2 separate regions of the Rattus norvegicus genome follow, and region 1 is linked to region 2. Evidence: chromatin contacts called from public Hi-C data. All regions are on one chromosome and are shown on one strand. The core of a region is the stretch at or near the end of the contact, and the rest is flanking DNA. Distances in the headings are between cores, read along the strand shown. Region 1 holds the start of Rft1 (RFT1 homolog). Region 2 overlaps Prkcd (protein kinase C, delta).

Region 1 (3,883 bases), core at 251-2,750, 47 kb after region 2:
ACACAACTACCAGAGAGCAAGGAAGGCCCAAGAGCTTAGAAACGGTGATCGTTTATGCTGGGGACTTTGGGGAAAAAGTATGAAATACTTCCAGTCTGTCCTTTGACCTGGTCTGTTCTGCCCAGGTCCGTGATGTGCAGATTCAAACAAGGCACCTTGTACCTCCCAGGCTTCCTTTCCTCCTCTCTGACAACCAGGCCCAAGTATCAGAGCTTTGGGAAGGTTTCTACAAAACTCCATACATGAAAATGCTGTGTCTGACTTTTAGTCCCCGGTTCTTCCTTTGCAAAATGGGGAGAAGTCCTGTCCAGCCCAGTTGGTGGAAGGGTTCTGTACCTACATTTGTGTAAGAGCCAATGGCAAGAATCTGAGCGTCTCTGCTGAGCACTGTGTCCTGACACCACTGCTTGCTTGCTTTGCTTTGCTTTGAAACAGGGTCTTCTGCATCTTGGGCTTCAATCTCCTTATGCACCTAAGGACAACTTTAAATTTTTGGTCCTTCAGCCTTCACCCCTGAGTGTTGGAGTTCAGAGTAGGTGTATGTGGTACCTAGAGTTTCTCAAGTGTTTGGTGAACACACTATGAACCTCCAGCCTCTGACCCCAGTGTCTAATGCCATAGTATTGGATTTATTTGCAATAGAGACATATTCATAAAAGGAAACAACTTCCATTTAAAAAAATCAAAGCAAGAAGAGGGATGGGACTGTGGTATCTGTGGTAAAGCACTCACGTTACATTAATAAAGCTCTAGGTTCAATCCCCAGTACCGGGAAGCTAGGCAGGGAAGATGTTTAGCAGGCCTGCACATTAGCCGGGCAGGTTAAGAGTTTACCATGTAAACCTGCCAATCTGAGTTTGATCTCGGAACCCATGCAAAGGTGGAAAGAGAACTGACTTCTGAAGAGTTCAGTGATACACACACAACTACACTATACAAAATAAAATTTAATTAGAAAAACATAGATTACCTGGGAGCTGGAGACAAGAGGATCAGGAATTCAAGGCTATCCTAGACTCTCTAAGTGAATTCCAGGCCAGCCTTGGCTACACAGAAAGACCTTATTTCAAAATAACAGTTGGAAACCCTACACTTGGGAGTCAGAATCCGGCAGATCACTGAGTTCGAGGCAAGTCTAAAATTATGTATCGAGCTCTAGGCTAACCAGGGCTACATAATGAGACTCTGTCTCAAACAAAACAAAACAAAAAAACAAGCCAAAAGACATCATACCAATTGGGCCTAGGAGTGCGCCCTAGTTAACCCAATGTTCCAGAGGCTGCGATCTCTAGGTCAACATGGACTACAGGGACCGACGTTGAACACACTCTCAAAACAACAACAAAAACAAAAAGAAAATAAAACACCGAAATCAAACACAAGCAAGAAGCGGTAGAGACAGAGCCTCACAAGTTGTTTGGATTCGCAGCTCCTTGTGCTCCGCCTCCGTTGTCAAAGTCCCCAATCAGGAGCGAGTCTGTCCGTGACGCCATTTTTCCGCGACGAAGCAGGCGCGGGGCGCGTTTCCTCCTTTGAGCCGAGCCTCTGAGGCTATGGGCAGCCAGGAGGTACTGGGCCAGGCGGCCCGGCTGGCCTCCTCGGGTCTCCTGCTGCAGGTACTCTGCTGCGCCCGCTCCAGCGTGTGGTGCCCCGGCAAGGCCTCAGGGGGAGGCTACTCTGGGTTCCCCGCATTGCACGGGGTCCCACGGGGGACCACGACGGCGGGGAGGGGCGCCGGGTCTAGGAGTTGGGAGTCTACGGTTCCAGTCTCGGCTGATGCCATTGACAAAGATGCCTTTGCTTTCTGAGCATTGTATTACTGTGTGGTAATAGGAGACGATTTAAACAAGTGGTAGAGACGGAGGCTACTTTAATCTGATATTTTAAGGGGTTCATTTCCTGAGTGCTCCACACTTGATCCTCAAAACACCGTTCTTCAACTCTGATTCGCATTGAGTTTAGAGAGACCATATGGCATAGCTAAGAACAGGGATCCGGGTTCAGGCATTGCGTGCTGTGTGACCTAGAACACGTCACTTCAGTCCCAGAGTCTTTTAGCTCCTTGTTGACAAAATGAGTGTAATAGTATCTAATTCAGAAAACAATTTGCAAGGATTATTTGGGATCATTTGAATAAGAGCACTTAGCACAGTACCTGAATCCTAGTGCACTTAATAGACTGCGTCTGCAGTTTGTCCTTGGACAGACGTTTTTTGGCTTTTTATTTTTTTTTTCTTGTCAGTTCATCCACATGATCCAGAATCCACCTTCACCAAAGAGGCACAAAGAGGTTAGGAGAGAGAACCAGGCTGAGTTAGATTCAGGTTAGATGACTGCTTTTAAGATACAAATTACTTGGACTAGGTGTAGTGGCACAAGTCTTTCATCCCAACATTCAAGAGGTTGAGTTCTGTGTGAGTTCCAATCTGAGCTCCAGTCCAGATAGGGCTATATACTTAGACCCTATCTCAAAAATAAGTTAAAAATCACTTGACTTTTTACTGAGCATTTTTTTTTCGTTTCCTTTCTCCTTCCTTCCTGCTTGCCTGACTTCCTTCTTCAACTTCCTTTTCATCTTTGTCTTTGTCTTTTATTTTAAAAGACAAGATCTCTCTATGCCTTCCTGGCTGTCCTGTAATTCACTCTGTTGACCAGGATGGCTTTGAACTCAGATCTGCCCTGCCTCTGCATTTTATTTTATTTTATTTTATTTTATTTTTATTTTATTTTATTTTTTTTTTGGAGCTGGGTACCGAACCCAGGGCCTTGCGCTTGCTAGGCAAGCGCTCTACCACTGAGCTAAATCCACAACCCCTATTTTATTTTTTTTTAGAAAAGAGATTGCTATGTAGCCCAAGCTGGCCTTGAATTCTTGCTACTCTTGCTGCAGCATATGAAGTGCTGGGGTAACCATCCTGACATGTACCACCATCCCAGCTGCTTCCTCATTTTGAATGAGAACAGTACTGCAACTTCACAGGGTGATTAGGAAGATTAGATGAAATAATTTCTGTTATGTTCTGGTACACTACAAGGTGCTTAGTAAATGTTAGCTACTTTTATTAGCATAAGAAGTTTGTAAATGGCAGTGTAGGGTAAAATAAGCTACGTTTGAAGGATGTAGAAAAGTGCCTTGCACACAGTATATAAAGCAAAATTGGCTACTCTTCATTTAATTCCGTTTGTCTAGTTCTTTGTTTTTCTCTTTCACAGTATACACCAGTTCAATATATTATGCATAGTGTTTTGTTTTGTTTTTTTTTTAAGATTTACTTGTTTTTTGTGTATGAGTACACTGTCACTGTCTTCAGACACATTAGAAGAGGGCATCAGATTCCATCACAGATGGTTGTGAGCCACCATGTGGTTGCTGGGAATTAAACTCAGGACCTCTGGAACAGCAGTCTGTGCTCTTAACTGCTGAGCCATCTCTCCAGCAGCATAGTGTTGATTTTTTCCCCCCACCTTTGGAAATACCTTACTACCCAGATTGGCTTCTGTGGATTCTGTATGAAGCTAAGCTGGGCCATCCATTTGTTGTTTGATATTAGGTGAGATTGCTTCATTCTGAGTTCTGTTTCAGGTGAATTTGCCTGGCTGTCCTTTGCTGTTGCAACTTGATGGCTCCACACATCCTAAGCCAGCGCATCACTGAGCTGTAGTCTCAGCCCTGGCTGTCTTTTGTTGTTTTGTTCTTTTGACAGGGTCTCACTGTGTAGCCCTGGCTGGACTAGAATTCTCTACATAGACCAGGCTGGTCTCAAATTTGTCCACTTTTGCCTTGTGGATGCTGGGATTAAAGGCTTGTGCTCCCGTGATTAGCCTGCTTGGTTGTTTTTAAGGGTCAAATACTCAACAAATGTAAAAGCTTTTATACGTGTAA
Region 2 (4,187 bases), core at 1,155-3,654:
TGTCCCAACATTCAACTCTGCAGCCCCTGCCTCTCCTCAGTTAACAGCTTCCTGAATGATGAAACCTCCAAAGATAACGAGGCCACCTCTCTCTGCCACCTAAATCCATCAACAATCTTCCCGAAGCCTCACCCACCTTAGGCTCCCCAGGTATATTGCCAGCCCTGATACTCTCTGCTCCCACTGCCCTGTGTCCAGGCCCCTCAAGCCCTGCCTACCTGGGTCACTTGGTTCAAGGCCTCAGCCAAGAGCTTTTGGTTGATACCACACAGGTTGGCCACCTTCTCCCGGCATTTGTGGTGCACATTCATGCCGCAGTCTGCAAGAATCAGAGGAGGGCCCAGCAGTGTCAGGTCTCAGATATGGATGGGGGGGTAGGAGGTGGGGTAGGAGGGAGGGGACCTTTTTGGACTGTTGAGCTTCTGGGGATGAGGGCATTTGAAACCACCATGATATGTCATGGTTCAAAGAAAGAAAAGGAGACTAATGGGTACAGCCACTCACACCCATAATCCCAGCAACGGGAGGTGGAGGCAGGAGGACTGCTCTAAACTCAAGGCCAGCCTTGGCTACTGTGTGAGAACCTGCCAAAGAGAGAGAGAAAGGGGAGGGGGGAGGGGAGAGAGAGAGAGAGAGAGAGAGAGAGAGAGAGAGAGAGAGAGCGCTAACCTCTTTAACATCTGAGACAAGTGAGTGAGGCAGCTTTCCTCAGGGCTTTGAGATTCTCCTGAAGGGAAGCTTGGGATAAGGGGAGGGGGCAGGGGACGGAGAGGAGGCAGGGGAGGGGGAGAGGGAGGAAGGCAGACAGGGCCTGCTAGTGCAGCAAGCCCTGGTTAAGCACTTCCAGTCACCTGCTCCTCAGTGATGTGAGCTGTGCACTGGGGATGTAACTTGGAGACATATGAAGGGGAGACAAATAAGAGTCCTTTGGTTTTAGGGCCAGCATGAGAAGAATCAGGCATGATGGTGGGTACTGGGCTTAGGAGGTGGAGGACCTGGGACCTGTGTAGCACACACCTTCACACTTTAATCCCTGTTTCACCAATCCCCAGAGCAAACTGCCACAGTGGTCACAGAAGGTGGGGCTCATGTAGTTATAGACCTTGAATCGGTGAGGCATGTCGATGTTGAAGCGTTCTTTCTGGAACTGGAGGGAAGGGTATCACAGGTCAGGGGTCACATGCCAGCTCTCCAAAACTGTAGGTTGTCAGGTGCATAACGGGGTTCCACCAAGGTCTGGGAAACCCAAAGGCCCAAGGAGCCCAGAAAAGATGCAAGGAAAGTGAAAGAAAGTGAGGAAAGAAGGTGAGCCCCACAGAGTCTTGGGTACCCATGGCCCTCCCATCTAACAGTCCCCAGACCCCCGCGCCCTGGGCCCAGCTCACGATGGTGTCCCGGCTATTGGTAGCAGTGCCAGTGCAGCGGCCGATAATCTTGTCGATGCATTTCTTATGGATGGCAGCGTTGCATTCTTGAAGGGGCACAGGCCCAGGCGGGGTGGGGGAGGCACCAAGAGAGGCAGAGTCTGAGCTGACACTACTGGCCAACTACAGCCCTCTGCACAAAGCCAGCCTTCTCACTGGCCGCCCACACCCTCACCCTACACAGGCCTCAGCCCGGGGCTTTATTCCCCCTTCCCCCCGCTATCCTTTCCAGAGCAGCCTGCAAAGCATGGGCAAGAGACAGGCCAGTCTAAAGGGTAGTTAGAATTAGAGAAGGCTCAAGGACCCTCAGTAGTGGTGTGTGTGGGGGGTGGGTAGTAAGAAGTGAGACTGTATAGGGGCAGGAGGAAAGCCCCTCTTTTCGATTTCTTTCCTCCAGGTCAGCAAGTAGCTGCTGAGCTCTCCTTCACCGGTCCATATGACACGCCCCGCAGAGACACCTGCCCATCCACACAGAGCTTGCGTGATCACAACAACAGACTTCTTTTACTGAACACTCACCACCTGCTAAGCCCTCAAAACATAGCTTACATGTATGTATGTTATCCCATGGGTCTTCACACTTGAACCTACTGTCTGTAGTTTACAGACAAGGAAAGGGGCACTTGGCCCGTGCTGAGACCAAGGCCGTGCACTTGGGAGAGCAGCCTGTGCTCGATCACACCCATGGTCTGCAGAGACTGCTGCACACTTTGTGTCACCGTGAAAGGAGCGCTCACGCTCACACCTGTGCGTCACACACGTTCATCTACAACAAGCATACAGTCATGGGAGGGCTAGTGAGGATCTCACGCCCACCCTGGGGGCAGAGACCTCGTGTGTGTCCCTGCCTAGTCAGTGGCTGGTCTCCATGTAAATCTCTACAACAGCAGATTTTGGGCAACAGCCTGGGAACCTGCACAGAGTTAGGAAGGAATGCACAGAACTGGATCCAGCCAGCTGCAACAAGCCAGCCTGGCACTGACTGACTCGAGCACACACACTCATGTACATAGGGCTCTTGTCCAGACTTGCTATCCAGACCCAGAGACACAGTGACACGCGTCAGCACATACATGCACACACCAAACAGAGGAGAGACTTACGCCTGCATTTGTAGCCTTGCTTGTTGAGGCCCCTGAAAGGCAAAGCCCCAACAGCAGAGTGAGTGAGGATGCTCCAGTTCAATCCCTTCCTTCCTGTGCCACCCCCGGCAGGGGTTACCAGCCCTCACCAGACAAACTCTTTGCACACAGAACAGAAGGTGGGCTGCCCAAAGAAGGTGGCGATGAACTCGTGGTTCTTGATGTAGTGAATCTTGGCCTGTTTAATGGCTCCACGGCGGTTCATAGTTGGGAACATGGCCTCCTCCTCACTACGCATGGACTGTTTGCAATCTACGAGCCATACAGTAAAGTCAGCCCCAGTCCATTAAGGTCAGCCCCTCCAGTCCCTCCCCAGATGGCCCCCACACATCCCCATGGGAGTTGCTTGCTTTGGGACTCCTTCCAGCTGCCTCTGACCTGGCAAAGGAGCTTGCCCTGCCCGTGGGCCTTACCCCCATCCTCCAGGAAATACTGCACACACATCAGCACCTTGGCCTGAGGCTGCAGGTCCAGCTGCAGGGGTGGGAGGGGGATGTCAAGTCAGTGAGGGCGGGCCTGGCCCATGGGAGACTCAGAACCCACCCCATTGGTCTCCCTCAAGGCCAAGGGGGGCCCTAGAGCCTGGCCAGACCCCAGCCTGTCCAGGGTAGGCAGGGCCCCGCCCAAGCCCCGCCCCACTTTGCACCCAGGGTATTATTACATTTGGGGAAGTGAAAAGGGTCCAGCCCACACCCTGCTAGGCCACACGGCCCAGGAACAGTGTACAGGGGAACTCCCCGCCCTACCCCCATCTTCACACGCAGACACCACACCACTGTGCCTGAGAACGCAGAACGCTGCTCTCAGAGATCGGTTCTCCAGTAGCCCAGACAGTCCAGAGAGGGAAAGGCCCAAGCCTCTCGGGACACAGAGCCAGTGCTATTTCCTCAAGGAGAGCACCTGGCCAGGAGGCTCCTGGATCCCTGCCTAACCGGCTTAAGAGTCGGGGCTGTCCTATGTGACCCCCCTTCTATCTAGGCTCCTTCACTCATTAAGGCTGACCAGTGTGTCCAATGGTCACTGAGCCTTTTTAAAAACACATTTTGGCTGCAGAAGACCACAGGATTGTATTGGCTCTGGCATTCTGCAGCCAACAAGAACACTACCACAGATGCATGTGGCCCCAGGCATGTGCAGTCCTAGTTTCAGCAGGTGAGTGTGCAGACTGCCAACTTTCTTCTCTTACCTCTTTTCTGCTAAATATCGTGATGTGGGTTCCGTGCCTGGCTAGACCTGTAATATCCTCAGCAGACTCCCCAAAATAGGAACAACAGGTGCCTGAGAAGGGGGCCTGGTGCTGGGGTGGGAGCTCGGCACTGTACGAGCATACCCTGCCTGTCCACATTAACTGGCGGGGAGAGTTAGCTAAGTTACCATGGTGACTTCCTGCAGGCCATAGGAGGTGCCTCACACTCTGTGGTGCTGGAGAGATGCTACACAAGCACTCTGTCACTGAGCCACAGCCACAGCTAACTTCACGTTACCCGGCAGGCCTTGAACTTGTGGCACCCCGTGTCAGCTTCCCAAGTACGTAGGATTATAAACCTAGGACACTACGCCTGGCTTGCACTAAGCACTTGACATCAGTGCTCGTTTTCTCTGGTGGGACCTTGAAGTGGAA

What was found. A called contact is a pair of places that touch in the nucleus more often than the background predicts.
Region 1: a contact with region 2 is called in a Hi-C map of kidney, with 2.0 times the contacts expected there. The contact joins the promoter of Rft1 here to the enhancer-like site in region 2. A contact is called at or near these places in 8 of 12 Hi-C or Micro-C datasets (the A7r5 cell line, frontal cortex, hepatocytes and 4 more) and 1 of 1 datasets of contacts at active chromatin or transcription factors (oligodendrocytes).

The regions. Positions count from the first base shown.
Region 1 is chr16:5,832,046-5,835,928 of GRCr8, forward strand. It overlaps Rft1 (RFT1 homolog), which reads left to right and starts at 1,501. Exons shown (of 13, transcript NM_001135866.1): 1 at 1,501-1,616. The coding sequence starts at 1,554. It overlaps LOC134482446 (a long non-coding RNA gene), which reads right to left and starts at 1,495. Exons shown (of 2, transcript XR_010058555.1): 1 at 1,234-1,495.
Region 2 is chr16:5,784,092-5,788,278 of GRCr8, forward strand. Prkcd (protein kinase C, delta) reads right to left here. Exons shown (of 19, transcript NM_133307.2): 5 at 2,980-3,040; 6 at 2,656-2,818; 7 at 2,528-2,559; 8 at 1,386-1,471; 9 at 1,018-1,147; 10 at 219-319. Among named protein-coding and RNA genes, the nearest start is that of Prkcd, 20 kb to the right of the region's middle. Within about 2 kb of position 2,405, at least 3 of the 93 cell types and tissues checked have an H3K27ac peak or open chromatin away from gene starts, as enhancers often do. A contact at or near this core is called in kidney, where this site is marked.